Regions from separate parts of the Mus musculus genome. Here region 2 is linked to region 1. A link is a contact called in public HiChIP or PLAC-seq data. All regions are on one chromosome and are shown on one strand. The core of a region is the stretch at or near the end of the contact, and the rest is flanking DNA. Distances in the headings are between cores, read along the strand shown.

Region 1 (6,851 bases), core at 1,032-3,531:
ATCACACCCGAATGATTTGCATACATGCAAGCATTGCCCCTCCGTACAGCATCCTGCAAAGTCCCCATCTCAAGTCCATAGTCAGGAACTTAGAAGTGTGGGGGTGAGGCGCAACTGGGGACACAACTCATCAGCATGTGTGGCTCTTGCAGAGAACCTGAGTTCAGTTCCCAGCACCCACATGGTGGCTCATAACCATACTTAACTCCAGTCCCAGGGGATCCCACACCCTCTTCTAACCTCCAGTGGTATGCAGTGGGGGCTCGTACACAAAATAAATAGATTATAAATACATTTAAAAAAAAACAAATGGAATCGGGGAGTTATATTTCAAATGTCCAAGAAGACTTGGCAAGCATCCGTGAGCAACTCACCCTCAACTCCTGAAGCAGTTAGCTTTGCTCTAGGGAACAGCAGTGGCCGTGGGTGGGAAGGAGACTTTTATTTATTTATTTATTTTGCTCAGAGACATGAAGCCTCAGAGTTCCCTTAAAAATGCCCTCCTATAAATCTGCCTCTCAGATGCCCAGGTAATCCTCATTTTACACTAGAATGAGATAGATAAGCCCAGTCCCAGGGATCCCGGCCGCCTTTAACCACGAAGCTAGACTCGTCACATTCATAAGAAAGCTATCAGATCTACCCAAAGCAAGTGTGCTTCTTTACTGATCTAGCTCAGAAAAAGAGTTGAAAGAAAGCTCACAGCAACGGAAGGCTCAGCTCCTACTCCCTGTCGAAGCACAATTACAAGTATCTGTTTACACTCAGACGATTTGTTTGTTTTAACACATCTGAGACTCGCTGCAGGATGAATTTGCCATGTTTTCTATTCTTTCTCAAGCTGCCACAGTCCCACTTGGGCATATGGTCTTTGAACTTTACAGGCAGGGGTGTGGCGCGTTGCTTATGGAGCTGAGATGGGGAGTGTCTTACTGGCTGGAGCGGGGGCTCTGTTCGGACATCTTGAGATGTATGTGCAGCTGGAATAATTTTTAGTTCAACCCTTGGCAAGACTTCAGTGTATACAGAGGAAAAAGCAGTGGAGGAGGCTCACAGATTGTACCGAGTAGTGTTCGCCGCATCTCTGAGGATGGCCGGTCAGCAGCTGTTCTGAGCTATGTCCTGTTGGGAGTAGTGCATGGTCTCAGAAGAAGCTAGCATCGGAGGATTTACTCTGTCTACTTGAAGAGCACAGGCCTGGTGCACAAAGGTGTTCAATGGCTAGCATAACTTTAAAAAATGGTTATGGCTTGGGGAGATGTCTGTTGGTAAAGTGTTTGTTGTATAAGTATAGAGACCTGAGATCCAGCTGCTAGAATCCATGTAGGGAAAAAAAAAAAAAAATCCAGGCATGCAGTGCAACCATTTAATCCCAGGCCTGGGGAGGCAAAGACTGGAGGATTCCTAGAGCTTGCCAGCCAATTCAACTGAATTAGTCAGCTCTAGCTTCATCGATAGATACTGTAACAAAAACTAAGTTGAAGAGTAACCGAGGAAGTGGAGGAAGGCACTTGATATCCGCCTGTGTTCTCCACACACTCACACAAATGCACACAAATGCACACACACACACACACACACACATGCAAGCAGCACACACACATGTATGCACACATGTGCTTGAGCACAAATACGCACAGACACAGGACTGAGGGGAGGTTAAGTTTTAGAAGATGACCCTCTTAGGGTCCATTAGAAACACTAAGTAACTGTCCCCTCTGCAGTACTCAAAATTCTGCCATGTTGCTGAAAGGGCTAGGATAAATTCTTACCCGTGTTCCCTAGCTTCATGGTTTCAGACCAGAATTCGATCTCGACTCAAGTGGTCTATCAGAGATGGACAAATCTGACACTCCACAAGTCGCCTGGAAAGGCTCCATCCTTGTGTGGTCATTTTTACCTTCTCCATCTCTGAAATGGTATTTCTGCATCCAACGTTTTTGATCACTCACTTGGAGAACCAGATAAGTCTTGCAGCGGATGTAGCCTCAGCCTTCTGGGCTGGTTTCTCTCCGTGCTCCCTGGAGGACTAGGTTTGGAACTTTCCCTGAATGTATATCTTCTGAGGGTTGAGTTGGACCTTAGGCGTTTCCTGTCCCACACGGGGAACCATAAGCTTTCTGAATTATCTCATAGGACATTTCTCATCTGTGAATCTTTAGAGCATGTTTTTCCCTTCACCCCCTTCCTCTAGTTCCCAGTCTCCAAGGGACATGTGTGTATTCCATTACGACTGCACAGTTTCCCTCCCTCCATGATAAATATGTGGGTTACAGTGTGTACATTCATCCGGAACACCAAAGGTCACCACTGCAGATTTATTGCTTGTTACATCATTTTACTGGGGGACTGATTCATGAGATCAGTTTATTTAGTAATTAAGTAATATTTAATCAGGCGACTGTACCAACTCACACCAACCCCGACTTAGCTGGCCCCACTGCCCCATCCCTTTTGCTATCAGCATCTGATAAGAGGGACCCCACACTCACAGGCACAGCCTGGGCTGCCATGGCGTGGAGTTTCATTAGGGCCACCGTCTACTACAAGGCACCTCGCACAGTGGTCTCCCCTGAGTGTTCCCAGACTAAAACGCAGACAGGTCCCCTCCCCTGGTCACCGCAGTCCTCTCTGCTGTTCACTTGGCTACTTTGTTGTTGATATCCAGGGGTTCTCGTTCACGGTAGATGACCTTCTTCTCCTGTGGTGTCCCACGGGTCACCAAACACAGTTTTATTACACTCCTATCTGCTGATCTCACAGGCTTCCTGACCACAGGTGGGAATCTGTACTCCGAGGCCAGATTCAAGGTTAACTTTGGTTTGTTGATTGGCTCTTGTCAGTTTTTCATTTTTGAAACTCTTGACTGTGCGGGAGCCTGTTGGAGCCGCACGGTGAGCCCTCCCTTATTTGAGTTCTACAGTTGGCTTTGTTTGTTTACATGTTTTTGTCTTTAAGACAGGATCTCATGTAACCCAAGCCGGCCTTGGATTTACAATGTGACTTAAGTTGGCCTTAAATTCCCAATTCTCCTGCCTCAGCTTTCTAAGCGCTGGGACTGCAGACTGCAGATGTTCACGGCACACTCGACTCAGCTGATTTTTTTTCCAGTTGATGATCCAGTTATTAATTACATCATCCATCTGCCCACCCAGCAATCCATTTCGACTTCTATTTTTTATTACGTAATAATTTTTAGAATTACAGAAAATTTGCAGAAGAGTATGACTTTCTAAAACCCTTATCCAAGTTTCCCGTCGATGCCTCTATTCTTCCCTGTGTATCTCGTTCCAGGATCCCACATTATATGCAGTTCTGATGCCTCCTTGGGTTTCTCCATTGCACTCCACCTTATTTTTGAAGACAGGGTCTCTCGTTGAACCCAGGAGCTCATCAGTTAGACTAGCTGGCCAGCAAGCCCAAGGGACCTTCGTGTCTCTGGTTTTCATAGCTTTACCATCCTCAGTTAAACCTCTAAGACACACCCTCACAGACACACCCAGGGGTGTGTCTCCTAGGTGGTTCCAAACACAGTCAGGTTGATGAACCATCACTCTCCTAATGAGACAACTTCCCTCCACCGCCCCACCTCTTAAAGAGTTCACTACCTCCCAGTAGCACCACAGGCTAAATACAAGCCCTCAATACATGAGCCTTTGAGCAACCTTTTAGACTTAGGCTCCAGGGGCCTGAGTGTATATATATATATACACACACACATACACATATATGTATATATATACACATGTGTGTATGCATATGTATGTATGTATGTATATATATATGTATATTCTGTATATACTCATCCTGTATATATGTGTGAATGTAAGATATATATATATATATTTTCTGTATATATACATTCTGTATATATGTATGTATGTATACACATATACAGAGCATATACACATGTATCAGAGCTCAGGGGAAATATGTATATGTATGTGTGTGTGTGTGTATATGTGTAAATGTATATATGTATGTGTAGGTGTATATGTAATGTGTATGTGTATATGTATATATGTATTTATCTTGTATATACCATCATATATATACCTCAGGAGAGCAGTCATTCTCCATATATGCTTTTCTGCACTGCTACATCTACAAATGTATACCTAGTTTCTATGAGCGTGCTCAGGACTCATGTTCTAATACTTGCAAAGCATGAGTGTCCCCATAGGCACCATCCCCTCACCGCTGTGAGCCAGTGCTTTTGTCTTCAGGATCACATACTGGAGCTCAGACTGTGCTTCAGATTTAAATATGTTTGGGCTGAAGAGATGACCCAGTGGGTAAGGGCACCGGCTTTGAAAGCACGAGGAGCTGAGTTCAAATCCCAGGAACCCAGATAAAAAGCCAGGCAAGGAGCAACATCACAGGAGCGCCATCAACTCCAGCGCTGTGGGGGAGGATCGCTGGGGAGGCCAGGCTAGCTCGTTTCAGTGAGAGTGTCTCAAGGGAACAACGTGTAGAGCCACAGGGCAGGACACCTGAAGTCACCCTGTGGTATCCGAATGTGCCTGAACACACACATGCTCATACACCACATACATACGTGTTGTGAACACGTGTGTATACATATACAAGCACATAATATAAGGAAAATCACCCAGGTTCTTTTCCTCTGCACCCTCTTTGGGGGAGCTGGGCCACTTATTTATTTATTTATTTATTTATTTATTTATTTATTTATTTGTATTTATTTTTGAGACAGGGTTTCTCTGCCTCTGCCTCCCAAGTGCTGGGATTAAAGGCATGTGCCACCACTGCCTGGCAAGCCACTCATTTATTGTATTACCAGCTTCACTAGTTTTAGTCAGCGCTGTATGCTGAGGTTCTTCTCTGCTTAGGTTGACTTTAAACCATTGCCTTTTGGTGACGAAAGCAGTGTGTGACATGACATCCTGATTCTGAAGCGAGGGCTGTGCCAAAGGTGTACACGGAGAATGGCCACACCCCTCACTGGAGTCTGAGTCTGAAATGTCCCCCAAAAGGCCCATGAAGAGGAAGCTTGGTCCTAGCCTGAGGAGTCAGGGAGGTGTGAACCATTGAAGAGGTTGGGCTTCTCTCGCTCTCCTGTCTTCTTTCCATCCATCTGTGTATTCCTTGTGGTACCCAGTCTCATCTGCGTCTGCCCCGCACTGCCAGTGTTAAAGACACAGCTCAGGGTCCCAATGAAGTGCTTTCCCAGTGAGCCACGTCCCCAGCCCTGGTTTGTCTTTTTTACATTTAATTCCTATACATTAGCAGATCCATGGACACTATCATGGTGCTGTGTGTGCCCTCATGGGTCTATCCTCATTGTGGAGGCATTTCATAGTAAAGAGAAGTTACAGAAACACCCGTCAAAGCTCGGGACTCAGCATCTGTGTCTAACTGTTTCTTTCTAGTTTGAAGAAGAATTCAGATGCAATAAAATACATGGCTCTTAAAAAAAAAAGTATAGTGCTGGAGACCAGGGCCAGGCCATGCACGTGAGGCAGGCGCACTTCCACTGAGGTCTACTCTCAGCTCCAGACATGTGACTCTCCAGTGCACCATCAAATGTGTTCTGTCGGAGCTCAACCCCTTCATGTCCATGGCCTTCATGGCTTCCTGGAACTCCCTGCAGCTCAGCTCTTCAGACAAGCACTCTAATTTCCCCCTACCGTGGACAAGTCTTGCCTTTCCAAGAATGTCATCTAAGTGTTGGGGATTGATTCAATTAGGAGTCTGCATGTCCAAATGCCCAAGGTCCTTGTTCCCAATTGGTTTCTGATCAATCAATAAAGATGCTAATGAAAGAGTAGTAAACTCAGTGCTCCAAGGTATGCTAATCATAAAACAGATAGCGACATTCCTTCCTCTACCCACCCGCTTCCTGGGTTCAAAGAGTGTTCATTCAAAGAAAGTCACCCTGACCCACCCTGACCATTGCTGGAACCCACTATGCAAAGGTGCTATTGCTAGGGGCTCTTAGATTGTTAGGGGCTCTTAGAAACTGTCTTGAAAGATAACCTGACACTTGTGACTTTGTACTTCCTTGTGACTCTTAACTGGTATTTTTGGTATTTTCCAACAACGCCCTTCCCACCTCCTTGAGTTGTGGTTCCTTCCTTTAAATACCCCCTTACTCAGCTACTCGGGGCTCCACGGTCCTCTACCCCTGAGTGGTGTATGACCGTGGGCCCGAGAGCGCTCTTGAATAAAAATCCTCTTGCAATTTGCAGCAAGACCGTTTCTCGTTGGTGATTTTGGGGTGTCGCCTCTCCTGAGTCAGAACGTGGGGGAGTCCTCACGTTGTGGGTCTTTCACTAGCAGCCAATGTCTGGGCAAAGGGATCCTTAGAGTTTTGAGGGCTAGGGGGCAGGGGGCAGGAGACGCAGGACTGCCCTGACTCGGGGAAGAAGGATGGGACACGGGAGGGGCAGGAGATAAAGCCAACCAGCCATGTAAGAATTCAGGTGACGTTGGCCACTTCCCCAATTGGGCCTGGGGTAGCAGGGGAAGGTTGAGGAGTGCCCATCCTTTGAGGTAGCCAAGGCATTTTAAAAATAAGTTAATGTGTGCGCATCTTTCATTCACAGATCCAAGATAGCTCTTGGGCAGATGTGAGCATGTGATCTGCAGGGAGCACAAAGCTGTGTAGCCCAAGCTCACCGCTACATATAAGTGTGGCCTTTTGTGTAGAGCTTTGCTTATACGGCGTTGTTTTTGTAGTATATTCACACCAAAGATTAGAGCAGCACATTCCTCTTGGTGGTGGGTTGATTCAACTATACACATATACATACACATATTCATTGTATGTATACATATATATTATATATCAAATACATTGTATGTATACATATACACATACACATACA
Region 2 (6,009 bases), core at 2,017-4,516, 150 kb before region 1:
TTGGGTCACTTCTCCAGCCCTGTCCTTTGTAGCACACACTTTGTCTTCTAGGCTCCAGCTGCCTGTACTCCATTGCTGCTGCTGTTCTTGGTGGTCATCTCATGGTACTGGCATCTTCAATACACTGCATGACCCCTTCAGTCTTGGGCCATCAATTCCAACTGAAGCTGCACCTTCACCAATGGCCTTCCATGGCCTCTCACAGTGCCAAGCCTCAGCCACTCTTCATGACCCCTTCGTGCCTTCAAAACCAGTACCACCTGGGTGACTCTTTCACATTACCAAGTCCTGCTGCAGCACGAATTAAAACCTTGGCTATCTCTGGAACACAGCCTCTTTGTGCTTTCAGAAAACATTTCCCAGAAGATGTCACCTCAATGATGCTGGTCTCTTTTTAATCACAGCTAATTTCTTAGCTCCAGCTAACCAGCATCAATAGTCCCAGTAATGCAAAGGTTTCACTTTACTAGTTCTGGTATCTTGTTAATCACAGCTGATTCTTCAGCCCCAGCTAACCAGAACCACTGAATCTTCACAATCAAAATAGCAATGGTCCTGAAAAGAGTCTTTAATCTTCCCTTTGAAACTTCACAAGCCAGGCCTCCATCTTCTGCACTGTTGGAAACATTATCTTCCAAGCTCCTACACAACATCCCACAGAGCTCTTAACACTGAATGGACCTGCTAGCCCAAAGTTCCAAAGTCCTTCCACAATCCTCCCCAAAAGATGGTCAGGTTGTCACAGGAATACCCCACTTCTGGTACCAATTTGTCTTAGTCAGGGTTTCTATTCCTGCACAAACATCATGACCAAGAAGCAGTTGGGGAGGAAAGGGCTTATTCAGCTTATACTTTGCACACTGCTCTTTATCACCAAAGGAAGTCAGGACTGGAACTCAAGCAGGTCAGGAAGCAGGAGCTGATGCAGAGGCCATGGAGGGATGTTCCTTACTGGCTTGCTTCCCCTGGCTTGCTCAACCTGCTCTCTTATAAAACCTAAGACTACCAGCCCAGGGATGGTCCCGCCCACAACCCCCAGAGGCTGTTCCCTATATAATCCAGACATTTTAGTTACCTACCCTCTCTGCCTCTTTTGCACCTTTGGCTTCTGGCTCTGTACTTGGCTCTCCTCTCTCCCTGCCCCCCCCCACGTGCTTCAGGGTCAAGACCACTCCTCTAGACTCTCCCAGATGTGTCTGCCTCTGGCTATGCTCTCCCAGGTGTCTATAATAAATTTTCCCTCCACCATACGTAGGAACGGGCATGTCCTTTTATTTTTTTTTCCTTTTTATTTATTTATTTTCATCCAATGTCATGTGTGTGCAGGTGCCCACCCAGAACAGAAAAGGATGCCGAGTCTCCTGGAGCTGGAATTACAGTCACTGTAAGCTGCTCTCGGTGAGTCCTCTTCAGGAGCAACAAATGCTCTTATTTTCTAAGCCATCATTTCAACCCTGTCTCCTACTTAAACAACAACAACAAAATAACAAAAGAGACAGGTTCTTGCTGTGTAGCCCAGGTTGGCCCCACACTCCCAACCTTCCCGACTTAACCTCCTGAATGCTGAGATTATAGGTGTGTACCACCATGCTTAGATGGAACATGCTCTCTTGCAGAGCCAGGTCTTTCTGTGCAGTCGTCTACAAGGATAATCATGTAGACAAGATAAAAACAGGAGCTAAGTCTGTAGCACACTCAGAGATCACAGGAAAAATGATCAAGGTCACTGAGAAATAGTGTTGGTGCTCCAGGGTATGCTTGACAATTGATTGATTGATTGATTGATTGATTGAGACACTGCAGGATGAATTTAGGCTTCTCAACAGCAGGGGATCATCTGTTGAAGGTCTGAACTCTGAACTGCTTTTCAGAATCTCTCTTTCTCTCTTTTTTTTTGGGGGGGGGGGTGGGTCAAGACAGGGTTTCTCTGTATAGCCCCGGCTGTCCTGGAACTCACTTTGTAGACCAGGCTGGCCTCGAACTAAGAAATCTGCCTACCTCTGCCTTCCAAGTGCTGGGATTAAAGGTGTGCGACACCACGCCCGTCTTCTCTCTCTTTTTTTAAAGATGTATTTAATGTATATGAGTGCACTGTAGCTGTCTTCAGACACACCAGAAGAGGGCATCGGATCCCATTACAGATGGTTGTGAGCCACCATGTGGTTGCTGGGAATTGAACTCAGGACCTCTGGAAGAGCAGCCTGTGCTCTTAACCACTGAGCCATCTCTCCAACCCCTCTACATAAGTTTTTACTCATTTACTTTTACTTTATGTGTATGTTTGTGAGACTGCTTGAGTTTATGTACACCACGTGTGTATGAGGAGGCTGTGGAGGCCAGAAGAGGGTGTCGGATCCCCTTGGATCTGGAGTCAAGTGTGCTGTGAGCCCAGCTCCTCTGCAAGAGCAACCAGTGCTCCTAACAACTGAGCCATCTCACCACCTTCCTAAGCTGCTATTTTTAATGGGATTTTTTTCCCATTCATATCATTGTGTTGTGCTTGATTTAGAAAGACCAAGGTTTCTAAATGTTTGTTGTTCCTATCAAAACATTTAAACGACATTTTAATTAATTTTAGCGTGTGTGTGTTGGGGGGGGGGCGGGGTGAATACCACAGTGTGCATATGGATTTCAGGGGACAGCTTGCAGGAGTTGTGGGTTCCGGGGGACCTGACTCAGCTTGTCAAGTACCCAGGTACCCACGGATGTCTCGCTGGGTGACAGGTACCCATGGAGCCCTTTGAATGACCCTTTGCTGTGTCAAGACAGTGTCACTGTGCAGGCCTGGCCCACCCTGGAACTGACTGTGTAGATCAGCTGGGCGAGGCTCACTGTTGCCTGCACACCTTAGATGTTGTGATGACTGATCAGATGCTAACACACACACCTCTGGCAGGTTTGCATGTAGAGAAATGTGTTTAAATCAGGCCTACAGTGACAATGTTCTTGTTTTAAGACAAGATTTTTTTTTAACTACACTGCTTTTGTGTTTGTGTGTGTGTGTGTTCATGTGTGTGAGCATGTGCACATGAATGTCATGGTACAAATGTGGAGGCCAAGGGACAATTTGCAGGAGTTAGTTCCCTCCTCCTGTGTGGGTCCTGGGGATCAAACTCAGGTTCTCGGTAGCCCAGGCTGGCCTCTAACTTACTGGGTAGCCGAGGAGTCACCCTGAGCTTCTCCTCCAAGCGCAGGGCTCCCAGTTCTCCACCACACCTGATTCTAATGCAGTGCTGATCTTCGCACAGGTGAGGCCAGCACAAAGGCAATGAGCTATGTGTCATCCCCAGCCCTGTGTTGACTGTGTGTGGGCAGTGAGCCTCGCCCCTTTCTATCCCTTAGAAGTGACAGGGAAGAAGTGAGTCAGAGTTGACCACAGGGCAGGAAGCTCAGGATAGACCGTATCAGAAAGTGAAGGCTTCAGGGATGCAATGCCTGTTACAATCACTAACTGGTCAATCATCGTTAATTCAAAGGTAACCACCATCTGACACGGTTAAAACTGGGAAACAGCTCTTGCAAAGGAGAGACAAGAGTTTGTATTGTCCAATCTGTTTCATTTGCAAAAATCACTAGTTTGCTTAAGAATTTCAGATCTGAGGGACTGGAGAGGTGGCTCTGCAGTTGAAAAGCACTGGCTGCTCTTGTAGAGGACCAGGGTTTGGCTCCCAGCATCCACACAGCAACACATCCACTGCCTGATACTCTAGCTCCGGGGTGGGGTGGGGGGATCTGATGCCCTCTTCTGGCCTGCATGGGCACCAGCACACGGGTGCATGTGTACACACGCAAAGAGACGCATAAAATAAAACTTTAAAAAAAAAATAATTTCAGAAGCAATTAGATTAACATGGCAGTAAGTAGACTGCTCCCTCTACTTTCCAGGCCTGCCTGTACCCCACGGAAGTTGGAACATATTGGAATAACTGCACCCATGGCTGTCAAGGACTACCTGGGCCTCTGGACTAACATGGCAGGAATTGTAACTTCTTCCTCAGCTTTCTCAACGGCAGTTTTATTTATGCATTTCCTTTCTTCAGTCTGTTTTGGTAAATTATGCTTTTCCTAGAAGATTGTAATAGGTTTTCACCAGCGCGATAGGCCAGATCAGATCACCGTAAAAGTAAATAGGTGCACGTTTATTGGGCGCAGCTCCTGGGTGGGTTCGCAGGTCCCAGAGAACAGAGCCAGGGAAACCACGAGCCCAGGCTAAGGCCAGGGGGTTTATAGATCTCGGGCGATGATGTATCAGCCAGGAGCCGGAACTGTGCCCAAATATAGTCAAAAGCTGATCGCTTACACGGGTGGGCTGGCAGATTGCATCAGCTGCTGGAAATGCGGAACTGAGATTTGGGGGCCTTTTGGGGGGGGGTATCCGAGACAGGGTTTCTCTGTGCAGCCCTGGCTGTCCTGGAACTCACTCTGGAGACCAGGTTGGCCTCGAACTCAGAAATTCACCTGCCTCTGCCTCCCAAGTGCTGGGACTAAAGGCGTGCGCCACCACACCCGCCTTTGGGGCCCTTCTTTTGTTCAGAGTTTTTCAGTGTGCGAGGGTTTGGGCGGAGATTAGACGGGGCTCCCCAGGCCACGCAGGGGTGAGCAGTGGACTCCAAGCTCCAACCAAACAGCTTGATCATTTTTTTCCTAGCAGGAATCTCTTCCTAGAAATCGTGTGTGTATGTGTGTGTGTGTGTGTGTGTGTGTGTGTGTGTGTGTGTGTTTATGTGTATGTGTTTACATGTATATGTGTATGTAGAGGTGCCTGTGGAGGACAGAGGACAAACTTGAGTGTCGTTCTGCCCTCCACGTTGATTCCTTGAGATGAATTCTCTTTCTGGCTAGGCTGGCTGGCCGTCAAGCGCCATGGAGCCAACTGCTCTCCATCTCCCCGTGCTAGAATTGCGTCTGCGCAGTAGGTCACCCAGCCTCTTGACGTTGGCTCTGGGCTCGAACTGGAGTTCTCCGGCCATCATTTTTCCACAGTGAGCATCTCACCAACGGAGTCTTCATCTAACCATTGTTCCTGGGTTTTTGAGACACAGTCTGGACACATAGTTCGGGCTAGCTTAGAACTCAATGCTGAGACCAGGTTGGCGTCAAACTTGGAACAGTCCTCCTGCCTTAGCCTCGGGAATGCTAGGGTTATAAGCACATACCAGCAGGCTTGGCTCTAGCAATTTCTTGGAACATGGTGAGATTTCAGGCTACATTAACTACATGGAGCTTGGATCTGAAACAGCCCGTGGGAGTGCCGCCGTGAGATGGGTTCCATCCCCAGGACTGCATACACCCTGTGTGGTGGAGGCAGGAGGATCAGGAGTTCAGAATTAGGCTGATCTACATAATGAGCCTGGGTTACATGAGACCATCTCTCAAAAACCAAACAAAGCCACGTGTCATGCATGCTTTAGAATGGTCTTAGTTACTTAAATTGCTGTCTCTAATTTTCATTCTCTGCCCAAGACCATGTTTTCTTCTGATGGGCTGATTGCACGTGGTTAGGAACTTCCTGGTTCCGTCTAATTGAGACCAAGTTAACATCTGAGGGTATAGACCCTGGCCAACAGTGTGATCTCCTTAGTCCCCAGAAGATGACCATCATTTTCCCTTCTTGTCTGCAAGAAGACAGGTGATAATTAAATGACTCCTGGCACCTCTTCATCCTGGAGTCTCCCTGGTCCCAGGTAGCCACCCACACAATGGTGGTGTCTACCGCCCTCTTGTGGCGGAGGGAGTTTTTGTTCTTTCCAGTTTCTCATCTGACAAAAAGTTCCAACAGCAGGGTGGCAGAAGTGAGTGGGTGAGTGTGGGTGTCAAATATTTACATCTGAGCATCGCGCTAAGTGACATTAGGGGTAAATGCGGAGGAGGATCCAGAGACCCCGGTAAGCTGAACACCTTTAAGCAAGATCCAGGTTGCCAAATGAGGTGGGTTTGGCCAAATGCTGCTTGTTTTCTAATGTTAATTTGGGTCCCCAAAACTGCAAGTAGTGTCTGTAAGTAGCTTCT

What was found. HiChIP or PLAC-seq counts read pairs in DNA pulled down with a chosen protein or histone mark.
Region 2: a contact with region 1 is called in a FOXA1 HiChIP or PLAC-seq map of pancreatic cancer cells. The contact joins two enhancer-like sites. A contact is called at or near these places in 1 of 39 promoter capture datasets (liver), 1 of 15 datasets of contacts at CTCF or cohesin (CD8 T cells), 1 of 484 Hi-C or Micro-C datasets (uterus), 4 of 115 datasets of contacts at active chromatin or transcription factors (CD8 T cells, memory CD8 T cells, pancreatic cancer cells and 1 more) and 1 of 9 other capture datasets (embryonic tail).

Annotation. Positions count from the first base shown.
Region 1 is chr4:150,810,806-150,817,656 of GRCm38.p6, reverse strand. No RefSeq gene overlaps it. Among named protein-coding and RNA genes, the nearest start is that of Gm42356, 6.5 kb to the right of the region's middle. Within about 2 kb of position 2,281, at least 17 of the 459 cell types and tissues checked have an H3K27ac peak or open chromatin away from gene starts, as enhancers often do. A contact at or near this core is called in pancreatic cancer cells, where this site is marked.
Region 2 is chr4:150,966,463-150,972,471 of GRCm38.p6, reverse strand. It overlaps Gm30120 (a long non-coding RNA gene), which reads left to right. Exons shown (of 4, transcript XR_390979.2): 2 at 1,327-1,398; 3 at 3,886-4,049; 4 at 4,843-6,009. Among named protein-coding and RNA genes, the nearest start is that of Gm23405, 4.7 kb to the right of the region's middle. Within about 2 kb of position 3,266, at least 16 of the 459 cell types and tissues checked have an H3K27ac peak or open chromatin away from gene starts, as enhancers often do. A contact at or near this core is called in pancreatic cancer cells, where this site is marked.